Regions from separate parts of the Mus musculus genome. Here region 1 is linked to region 2. A link is a contact called in public promoter capture Hi-C data. All regions are on one chromosome and are shown on one strand. The core of a region is the stretch at or near the end of the contact, and the rest is flanking DNA. Distances in the headings are between cores, read along the strand shown.

What was found. Promoter capture Hi-C pulls out the DNA fragments that hold promoters and counts their contacts.
Region 1: a contact with region 2 is called in a promoter capture Hi-C map of neutrophils, with 4 times the contacts expected there. The contact joins the enhancer-like site here to the promoter of Cebpzos in region 2. A contact is called at or near these places in 1 of 39 promoter capture datasets (neutrophils), 2 of 115 datasets of contacts at active chromatin or transcription factors (embryonic stem cells and pro-B cells) and 3 of 9 other capture datasets (adipose tissue, liver and macrophages).

What each region holds. Positions count from the first base shown.
Region 1 is chr17:79,330,859-79,337,000 of GRCm38.p6, reverse strand. It overlaps Cdc42ep3 (CDC42 effector protein (Rho GTPase binding) 3), which reads left to right. Exons shown (of 2, transcript NM_026514.3): 2 at 1,285-3,278. The coding sequence starts at 1,512. The coding sequence ends at 2,276. Among named protein-coding and RNA genes, the nearest start is that of Gm17315, 21 kb to the left of the region's middle. Within about 2 kb of position 3,865, at least 26 of the 459 cell types and tissues checked have an H3K27ac peak or open chromatin away from gene starts, as enhancers often do. A contact at or near this core is called in neutrophils, where this site is marked.
Region 2 is chr17:78,912,883-78,918,437 of GRCm38.p6, reverse strand. It overlaps Cebpzos (CCAAT/enhancer binding protein (C/EBP), zeta, opposite strand), which reads right to left and starts at 1,939. Exons shown (of 5, transcript NM_001177403.1): 1 at 1,745-1,939; 2 at 1-81. The coding sequence starts at 80.

The DNA of each region.
Region 1 (6,142 bases), core at 2,616-5,115, 420 kb before region 2:
TTATTTCCTTGGGTAGAAGCAAGTCACAGTTGGATCTGCAAAGGCATGAACACCAGGGAGGCAGGAAGGCTTACTTTAGAACCCCCTCAGCTCCCACAGAGACAGGGCATGCGCCTATCAGTGATGTTCCAAAAGATCCTCAGGGGCAGCCCAACTTGTTATATAGATGCTCTCGGTATGTCTTGAAGTGGAGCAGTTCTTCTTTCTTCCCAGAATCCCAGTATCCTCTGGAGTCCTGGGTGGAAGGAAGGCTCAGTATTTTCCGCACCACAGCTTGCTTCCAGCTGTAGCTCTTCTCTGTTCTTCCAGAGTGTTGGTACCCCATCCTTAGTCTTATCTCCCCATCAGTAAGAATGCTTTCTAATGAGGCGTATCACTTATTAAATGATAATGTCCAGCCTTCTTCTTTAGGGATAGTCATTTAATTTTGTTTGTATGCAGATCTCAATAAATCACTGTCAGTGTTGTTAATGTGCATTCAAAGCAAAGAATATAATTTTAAAACAGACCCAGTTGGTCCTATGCTGCTTGCAAGTTTTTTAAGTTGTATGTGTATGTGTGAGTGCCTGCACATATGTATGTGTATTACACACATGGCTACTACCCATGGAGGTCAGAGAGCCATCGGATCCCCTGAAGGTGCAAGTGGTTGTAAGCCCCCATATGGGTGCTGGGAACTTAACCCAGGTTCCCTATAAGAACAGCGAAGTCTTCTAACCACTGAGTATGTCTCTAGTCCCTTGACATCAGTTTTGAGAAGAGAGGGAAATGAAGATCTCAGATGTGTTCAGAAAACCATGTCCGTAGCTATGTTTTTAAAAGATTATTTATTTACTTATTTATTTTTATGTATGTGAGCACACTGTCTCTGTCTTCAGACATGCCAGAAGAGGGCATCAGATCCCATTACAGATGGTTGTGAGCCACCTTGTGCTTGCTGGGAATTGAACTCAGGACCCCTGGAAGAGCAGCCAGTGCTCCTAACCACTGAGCCATCTCTCCAGCCCCTGTAGCTATGTTTAAAAAGTAGGGATGATTTAGCTTAGGGGCTAAGTACCCCTTTTTCTGTTTTCCCCTGAACTAAGAACTAAGGATTTATTAGTGAATCCCTGCAGAGATTAGAGTTCTTAACACAGTTAGTAGAAGGAAGTAAGTTGGGCTTTCCGTGGGAGCTGGCCTTGCCTTTATCTCCAGGCACGGGAGGGAGTAATATTCTGGGGAGTGGCAGGCCTGAGTGGGCCCTGGAGGCTGGGAGATGACAACCTGCTCTGGTGTCTTTTCCAGGTTTCTCTGAGCTGTGGAAGGGACTCGATAATGTAACTGGCTCTCCGGAAAGACCCGCGTGGCCCTGCGCTGAGCAAGATCTCCAAGACCCTGTCTCGTTTTTAGAGCCACTTGAGAAGAAATGATGTGACAATTCTTATGAAAAAGGACGTTTTGGAAGTGTAGGATACCCGTGCAGAAGGTCACTCTTTCCCTGGTCTGTGAAATAGACATTCTCAAATTCCAAAATGCCTGCCAAGACCCCAATTTACCTGAAAGCGGCTAACAACAAGAAGGGAAAGAAATTTAAACTGAGGGACATTCTGTCCCCTGATATGATCAGTCCTCCCCTGGGGGACTTTCGTCACACTATACACATCGGCAAAGAGGGCCAGCATGACGTCTTTGGGGATATTTCCTTTCTTCAAGGGAATTATGAGCTCTTGCCGGGAAACCAAGAGAAGGCACACTCTGGCCAGTTCCCGGGGCATAACGACTTCTTCCGGGCCAACAGCACCTCGGACTCAATGTTCACAGAAACACCCTCCCCGGTGCTCAAAAATGCCATCTCCCTCCCCACCATTGGGGGATCCCAGGCTCTGATGCTGCCCTTATTGTCCCCAGTGACATTTCATTCCAAACAGGAGTCCTTTGGGCGTCCTAAGTTGCCAAGGCTCAGCTGTGAGCCTGTCATGGAAGAGAAAGTTCAGGAGCAAAGTAGTCTGTTAGAGAATGGGGCAGTCCACCAGGGAGACACCTCGTGGGGCTCCAGTGGTTCCGGGTCTCAGTCCAGCCAGGGCCGCGACAGCCACTCCTCCAGCCTGTCGGAACAGTCCTCCGACTGGCCCGCGGACGACATGTTTGAGCATCCTGCCTCCTGTGAGCTTGTGAAGTCAAAGACTAAATCAGAAGAGTCCTTCTCTGACCTGACCGGCTCCCTGCTCTCCCTGCAGTTGGATCTTGGGCCTTCACTTTTGGATGAAGTCCTGAATGTCATGGATAAAAATAAGTAGCCAGGAGTCAGCTCTTTTTCTTGGGAGTAAGAGGTACCAAAATAAGCAGAAAACAAAAAAATCAACTAACCACAGCTGATGGAAAGAGCTGCTCTGACTGTTTTTATTTGCAGCCATGTGATGCATTTTCTAAAATAACGCTCCTGTTCCTACAAAATATTTTTTTAACCATCATGCCCTGTTTGCAAAAATTTTGAAAACAATAATTTTTAAAAATTAAAAAAAACAAAACAAAACAAAAAAACCTGTTCTGGCAAAAAAGAAAAAAAAAGAAAAGAAAAAGGAGGAAGTGAGTCAGAGCTCATTTTCAACAGGCATTGCTGATGCTCATACATGCTCAGTTTTGTTTGTAGACATGCAGAAATCCAGGCTGTCTAAGAGGGCTGGGTCCATGGGTCTCTCCAAGGCAATTCATTGCATGTTATGAGAAGGAAACTTACTTATTTGGCACCTACGCCTTTTTTTCCTAGCCTTTTTTGTATATTGTATCTTTTGGGTTCACCACAGCGAAGTCTCCAGCGTTATGATTTTACTCTTTGCATATTCGAGCAACCTTACAGGATTTGGGATTTTTTTTCCTTGTGGTTTTTATATATCCCTGTATATTATTTCCATGTTGCAAAAGTTTGACTGTCAGCTACATGTTGGTTAAAAACAAGCAAGGTATTACTGTAACTAAGTTATTTTTAAAGTTGAAATATATTTTTATGTGCCTTTGGCTTTTTATTGCAAAGTCTACATTTTATACATAATACATCAAGTGTTATTTGTCGTGTTTCCATTCGGGCTTCCTTGCAAGCTACGCGTGTGTATTTGAAAACAAAACCAGCCCAACCCTATGCGTTATCAGCCTGACCCTGTTGCTCGGGTGTTACCTCCTCCCAGTAGGAGGCACAGGGTGATGCTTCTGTGGAGACTGGAGGTGAGGTAGGTATTTAAGGACAGCTCATGTTCACATTACTTGGGTACATCATACCACGCAATAAAGAGTAAATGCTAAAATGAACGTGTTCATTTATAGTCATAAACAAGAACCGAAAAGATTTTAAGACCATCTAGTAAAAGTCCTAAAATGTACCCACACCTTTAACATAAGCCAAGAGATGACTGCAGTCTTGACTTTTTTACAAGTTTGGTTCTAGAAATAGGAACACTTAAGAGAAATGAACATGGGCAATCATTGTGTTATTGTTGTTGTTGGCTTATACAAACCTGCATGCTGAGAGAGAGAAGAGAGGAAGAGAGTGAGGGGAGGAGATAGAGAGGGAGGGGAGAAGTGGAAAGGGGGGGAGAGATTGAGATTGAGGTGAGAGGATAGAAAGAGAGGTGAGAGGATAGAAAGAGGAGCGAGAGGAGAGAGAAGAAAGAGAAAGAAAAGAGAGAAGAGAAGACAGAGATGGGGGAGGGGAGCTAAGACTATAAGCCTTTGCCACAGGGCCACCAAAGCCCTGTGCATGCCTGTCTTCAAGGTTGGCTACAGCATTTTATCCTGTAAGACAAAGGCTCCCTTGCTGTGTAGGTCCTACAGACACAGAAGCTTCAGAGGACCACTCAAGGGCCCTTCCCCTTTGCAAGATGCCCTGAGGAGATTGGTTAAGGAACCCAGAACAGGAAATTGCACACAGATTCCTGTCTATCTTTAGGCGCCCCTCCTGACTCTGAGCTTTGTTGCCAACAGGGAGTGCCAGCTCCCTCAGCTTGATGTATCCCTAGGGCACCTTCACCAAGGCAGCAGCAGGGACTCTGGCCTGGGGTTTAGAGTTCTTGGACTTCAATCATATAATGCATGGGATAACCTTTGAACGTAGGAAGTGAGATCCACTTTGGGTGGCTAACCAAACAGAGTAAATCGTTTCCCCTAGAGCGTTGAGTCTATTAAGCAACCCCAAGTCCTGCATCTCCACTCTGCTTCTTCCCAGTGTTCCTTTCTGTGGGATCACACTCAGTCATGGGTCAGAAACTTCTTAGACTTTCTAAGGCCAAGTTGCACGAGCTCATTTTTTTGTAGCTGGTGTCAGCCAAACTCTCTTAACACTTTCCCATCTTAATTACTGATCATATTCAGTCTCACTGTACCCTTTGTCTGCTGTATGACTTCCGGGAAAGAGGGAGGGATTTGTCTCCATCTTTTTTGCTGCCTTTCCAGCCATGGTGGAGAACGGCTCTGGTAAAGTCTCATCTTCTGCATCCCTCACATGTCTACCCACTTGACTTTTCCAAACTAAACTCCATATTCTCCAAAATCCATACTCTGTCCGGACCAAACAACTAAAACACAGACACCTTCAAGTACACTTGTAGGTATACTTGACATAGCAAAAAATTCGCTCCTATTATAAGAAAATGGCCTGGTCCAGTCTCTTGAACAGGTGCCCAAGTGGCAGTTAACTTTCTGTCCTACAAAGAGGCACTTTAGACTCTTACCTGCTGAGAGCTGATTTGATGTTCTCAAGCTGTGTCTCCATCCTACTTACATCCTAATTTATCTTCACTTAATTTAAGGAATTTAAGGAAACCCAAATGGACTTCATTTGTAAACTAAAAATGAGTGACAAGCCACCTGTGTGTGACCCACATACCAAAAATATGTCATCATTTGCATAAGTAGTGACCCTTTTAAAGTAGGCAAAGTTTTGTTTTTTGTTTTGTGTGTAGGTAGATGTCTGTTTTCATGGACAGTAAGACCTAACAAACTATATTTTCCATCCAAAAATTACATGCTAAAAATAATATCAGAGTCCTTTGCTCCTCATAATATACAGTCATTAATCTCAGTGGGCCAGCATCACTGTCAACAAGCACATAGAGGACAATTGGTTGAGCAGGAAGGAGAACCAGAAACCCAGGATACAGCCTCAAGCTAGGTCTTTTCACTGAAGGCCACTGCAAATACTGTACATCATGGAATGGTGCTGACCTGGGAGTCTGTGAATTAACTTGATAACTATTTTAGAAAATAAAAAAACCAAAAAAAAAGAGCATATGTTATATTTCTAGTCTTCCCATTAATGCCAAGCTGGGATGACTGAGCCATTTTGCTTTGAGCTTCAGCAACAATAAAGCAGCTCAGGATGCTGCCCTCTTTGCAGTGAGTCTCACTTTGGGAATTTATACTGGCAACCTAGCCCCAGACAAAACCCTCCGGTTTAGGATTGGCCTCCTAGACTATGAATGGTAAGCAACTAAGGTATATAAATAGACCACTGTGTCCCATGCCCTTGGTGTAAATATAATACAACTGTCCTGTGTCCCCACCCGTACTCTCAGACTAGATCCAGCACAACAAGAGAACATTCTCAATGTCACACCACATGGTGAGCCACCCGAAGACCTCTTTAAGCTGTATGAGACTCAAGAAAGCTGTGTTGCTGAAAAGTAGCCATACATATTAATTCGTGGTGCTGAATAAACAAGATGCTTGCTTTGTAAGCGAGTAAATGGTCACTGCTCAACATACTAACACAGTTGATGGATCCAACGCTGCCCAAAGGGTCACTCATTTTATTCTGAAAGCACACTGTTTTATCCAAGGAACTTTTCACCTGAGAATGGTTGCCATGTTATGCTTCAAGCGAGGAAGTCCAAATGCTCCTAGCTTGACTCATTGGGTCATCCTTCTCTAGTGAATTACTGCAAGGAACATCACGTGAAGGAATGAAAACTCTTATGGAGTGATCTGTAACAATGGAATCTGTTCTATAGTCACTGTGTTGCAAACTAACACAGGTGATAGAAAACGTCTGCCTGAATGGAAGCCGTCACACAGCGTAGACTGCATACTTCTGACACTCACAGTGGAGGTAGGGGTACTAGCATCCATGAGAAAACTAGCAAGTGGAATAAATGAATTAGGGTGTTGTGCTCAC
Region 2 (5,555 bases), core at 690-3,189:
GCTCCAGCGACACCCACAAGCTCAGCTGCTAGCACTCCTTTAAAGATCTTCCTCGCCAGCGGTTCCATGATCCGAGCCATCCTACATTAACAACATGGATGGATGAGCATGTTTAGATTTCTGTTGCCACATCTATAAAGAAAAACCTCCACCCCCAGTCTCAGTGCTTGTATGAACCTCAAGGGTAGTATGTGTTTCGTTTAGACATTCCTACATGCAGTTTCCGATCTCCATGCCTAAGGAGTGTGATAAACCACAGAAATTCTGAGAAGGTATAGAGCTCTTTACAAAGCAAAACTGGAGGAACTAAGGCTTTTTAGTGTCTGTTAGAGAGAAACTTTTTAGCTGACCTAGGAATTATAATACAGTCTAATAATAGGAACAGCATTGGAAGGCCCTTTTGGAGACTGCCCTGCAAGAGGAAGGTACTTTTGTTAAGTTGCACCACAGTTCATGCCTTTCCTAGACGGATATGAAACCAGACGGTAGCAAACCAGTCTTGGCTCTAAGGCAGTCTCAGTGTTGGAACACTTCAATGCACCATCCCCAAAGCAGCGTGCGTTCCTAAGCCTTCAGACCACTTCCCAGTCCCCAGATCCTGATTCAGCAAGACTAGGGTGGCAGGCACCCCAGTAATCCCCCCCCCCCCCGTGAAGTCACTCCAGGTTTTATACAAAGCCCTGGCCCATGGGGGAGAAGTTGACTGGTGGTGACCCAGTCCATGGCAAAGCTTCGAGTAACTGAAGTCTTCCCCCCTGTACGCAGAGACAAACCGAGAACGGGAGCATGCAAGCTATTAGCATGAGTAGTAGGCTCAGTTTCCAACAGTCAAAAGAAGGTGTCTTTGAAGAACCGTTATCCAGTAAATAAGGTTTTGTCTTGCTAAATATGCAAAAGGTAGCTCAGGCTTTATAACTAACTCCCTATAACCCCAAACTACTAAGCTTTTGATCTAATATTCTGATATTTTCCCACTGCTCAATGCTGAGACAGGCTGTTCTTTAATGTTCAGGATCAGCCAGTCCTTTCCCCTGCTTTTACGTCCCTTTCATGGTATCTAAGCATGAAAATAATTAAACACTATCAGGATTCGCCTTGGACTCTGTTACCATGTGTCCCTCCTCCAACGTTCGTTTTTCACTTTAGTAATGGGAATTACTCAGGGACCAGAAAAAAAAAAAACTGTATTATTCTCATTTTTAAAACGAAGCAAATAAAAAACTGGGGAGGAGGCAGAAGGGACAGCTGTGTTCCTCGATTTCCCAGTACTCTGCTAAATCACTGACGGTCCCGCTCAGTTCTAAGTTCTCAAGGGCGGTTTTAAGGTTTCAGGGCGAGGACAGGGCACACCTGCCTGCATCCTGTTCCACAACTTACGGGATCTGAGCGAAATCTTTTTTGATTGGAAGAGAGTGATGCTAAGATATCAAACAGTCCAAATAATGATATTAATAAAACACTTAATTTCTTAAAAACTGATGGACGTGCCACATTCCAAAGCCCTGCGCTTCGGGACTTGTCTACTTAATAATAAAGCACGTTTGTCACCAGAGACACACTGTCCAGACAAGATGGCTCAGGGAGACCAAAGACCACGGAGCCTTGTTGCACAGGAGCGCCTGGGGCTGCAGCGCAGGAGAAGCAACCCTGCGTGTGCTCCAGTGTAGGCCCGAGGGAGGAAAGGCGGCGCTGCGACCGGGGGCTGCTGCCCTGCAAGGATCCAACAGCGAGCACCCAGCCTTACCCGGGGTCCTGGTCCCAGCATGCGTCGCGGCTCGGCGACCCGGAAACGCTCGCGCTCCTGCGCCTGCGGGGCGGGCTCGCTCGAGTGTTCCCCACACCCAAGAATGTCACAGACCCCACGCGCCACACATTGGGGAACAGAGGACAAGAAACACTGCCCGGTCCTTACCTGAGGCCTCCGCAACCCGACTGCGCAAGCGCACGGTCTTAGCGCCACGCCCCCAGCTTTAGCCACGCCCCACAGAGGAACCTGACCTAACTAGCTGTGGGAAGCTGGTATCGTTTAGGCAAGGTTATCCTGCCCGCGGTCACACCCAAGTAAAAGAATTCACATTTGAACCCAGGACACCATCTCCAAACTCTGCACATGGATCGTCTCTCCCACTCTAAACCCAAAATGTATCAGAACGGGAACAACCCATCGCCAGAGAGTGGCCAGAAAAGTGGGACCCTAAATTGGGATTTGCCCTTTAGCCAGGTTCCTAGACAATTCCTTTACACATTAAAGGTGAGAAGCGCTGTGCCTAGGTGCTGCCCAATAGTCAAGAAGAGGGCTGACCTAAGGGAAGGAAAGATAGGAGATGGGGCATAGGAATGCCTAAAGAGGGACCACGTGCATGACAAAGCCTGGAATGTCAGACTATATCCACTTTTATTAAAATGCAGTCTGTCCTCAGAGATCCACAGCCAGGGCTGCACGGAGAAACCCTGTCTCAAACAAGCAAACACAGGAAGCTATGAATGCTGCCCAACAAAACGTTCAAGGTAAACATAATGGAAATTGGGGGAGGGGGAGTGGCTTGGCTTGGCTTAGCTTAGCTTGGCTTGGCTTGACTTGGCTCACTGGTACAGCTAACTGTGCAACACTTATGGATCTTGCATCTTCGATTCCCTGTTCCTGTTGGTTCCGACTGTTGATTCGAACATCTGGACATGTCACTGCTGTTGCTAACCTGACTCTACAGAACTGTATCCATGAGGTGTTTGCCAGTGGATCCAACTACCGCTGCCTGCTAACCTGTGAACTGAACTGATTTCCAGACAACACAGAAGGGAGTTGCTCCAAAGAACCTTTCTAAACAGTTCCACTTCCCCCCCCCCCCCCGTATCCTTTCTTTCCCACTACCTCTGGTGAGTGGTGGGTTACAAGGAAGGTTAAAGTGTTTAAAAACCATCATTAAAAATGGAATTTGAGGGCTGGAGAGATGGCTCAGTGGTTAAGAGCACCGACTGCTCTTCTGAAGGTCCTGAGTTCAAATCCCAGCAACCACATGGTGGCTCAAAACCATAATGAGATCTGACGCCCTCTTCTGGTGCATCTGAAGACAGCTACAGTGTACTTACATATAATAATAAATATTTTTTTTTAAATGGGATTTGGAAAAATTAAAGTTACACCAGGGAGTACAAGTGTCAAAAAGATTATAAGGATTCAACAAGGTGCAAGGTGTGGCCTTGTTGAAGGAAGTGTGTCACTGGGGGTGTGATTTGAGGTTTCAAAAGTCCACACCAGACCCAGTCTTTCTCTTTGCCTATGGATCAGACTGTAGAGCTCTCAGCGACTTCTCCAGCTCCACCAAGTAGACAGTAAATTACCTCTGAAACTGTAGGTCAGCTCTCAATTAAGTCCTTTTTCTTTATGAATTGCCTTGGTTGTGGTGTCTCTTAAGAGCAATAACGCAATGACAAAGACATGGCTCAACTAGCCATTTTTATTAGTGGTCTTTTTGACAAATGCAATGTCATCCAAAAATGATGTATTTAGTGTCCTTAGAAGACACAACTAAATCAAGGAACTTATATGGCGCAATAAAATATATGTTAAGCCCATTTTCTTTGTCCACCATCAATATATCTCCTTTGGTTGATACCCCATTAATGGCAGGTAAAAGAGAGAAACACATTTGTAAAACCAATAGAAGAGGATGCAAAAGCCACCCTGTGCTTACATGTAATGGAGTATCATTATACAGCACATCAAGAACATGTATGCACAAAAGCATGACAAATGTATGTTATGAAAATCCTCAAAACCGTGGGTTTCATGGAATGAAGGAATAAATAAGCACCAGTCCCAGGAGTTCTTTTAAAACATTGACACTGACTAAAACTAAATCATTTACTTTTCATAAATAAGATGACAAAGTTAAAACCAAATGATAAACAGATTTTATTACTTGAGACATGTGATCAAGTTGCTTATGGTCTCAAAACTGAATTTACTGCGGAACTTGATGAGGCAAGCTACCATACAGATTTAGCATTCTTACCAGGGATCCCCCTAAGTGAACCATGTGGAGCCAGGATCGCTGCAAAAAGCAAGAGGAATTTATTGTTCCAGTGCACTGGGGTCATCCCAGACCCGAAGGACAGGCAGCAACCACCATCACCAGTTAGGCTGTTTTTATAAGGTTTCCAGGGGCAGAACAGAGCATTAGCAACTCGGCACAATATGATTGGCAGAACAGTGCACCCTTTAAACTGATTAGTCTTTAGGGAATGAGGTGACAAGGACTTCACCTTGTTTGAAAGTGAGCAACAGTCAGTCCTGCGGAATGTGTCCCCACCCACCCACAGGTCCGTTGCTACCCTGTGGTCTAAGAAATGCTAATTAGCTTCTCCCTTGTCTGGGGGGTGGGGGGGCTTGGGGGGGGTGGAGGGGTGTCATAACCTTCCCAAAGTTCCTGAGCTGACCTTTTCACTACAAGAATTTGAGTGGCTAGAGAGATGGCTAGGCAGTATAGAGTACTTGTTTTTCTTGCAGAGGACTTGAGTTCAATTCCCAGCGCCCAAGCAACCCTAGTTCAACAACTCTAGCTCCAGGTGATCCAATGTTCTCTTCTGACCTCCAAAAGCAGCAGGCACACATGTGGTACATGCTCATGCATGCAGCCAAAACATTCAAACACATAGCATAAATTTAAAAATTAATGAATTTAAAGCAGATTTCAAAATTCCCAGAAAAAAAAAATATCTTGGTAAACTTCCAACTCTGTTTTCAGTCAAGTAGATAGGTTGCCTGTCAGTTATAAACAGACTGTATAAAGCTGCAGTCAGCTGTGAACCCCAAGATTTTGTCCTTTACTGGGAGGGGAAAAAAACCCAAACTTTTTCTAGTTGTGGTGTGGCTCAGCACTTAGCACACACCTTTCTTTAATCCCTCTGGCTGGAATACAGACATGCCCTTAGTACACACCCTTAACCCCAAACAATGAAGGAAAACTTAGTTTGTAGAAGGAGGCAGCCATGTTTGAAAGTGATGTCTAACTGAATGGCAGACGAGATGATGAATCTGTTGTATTACTAATAAAGCCTGGTTGTGGAGTTGCTACCCACCTCAATGGTTTATGTTCCCGAATGAAAGACATACATACATACATACGCGCGCGCGCGCACACACACACACGCGCACACACACACACACCCTTTATATTTTAAGATGCCCTATGCAGCACAATAGCTGGGTGACTGCCAACCCTCCGGGTGGCTAGAATCTGCCTTCCGCTGATAATTCTGAGTTACTACTTACTAACATCTTTGTTTCATATTGGCCACTCCCGACCCATTTGTGGTGCACTCTGGGCCCCCGCTTTCTTTGCCAGGAGCCCAGGGTGCTCTCCTTGCTTCTCTACCCCACAGTGGTCTCTGACTCTCCTCTCTCCATACTCTCCTCTTCCTTTCCTCCGGGTCCCAGCTCAGAAATTCCTAAAACCCCACCTCTGTCTGTCCTCCTCAGCTATTGGCTGCTGGCATCTTTATTTACCAATCAGAACCAACTGGGGGCGGAGCCCCAGAAGCTATGTGCAGACCTT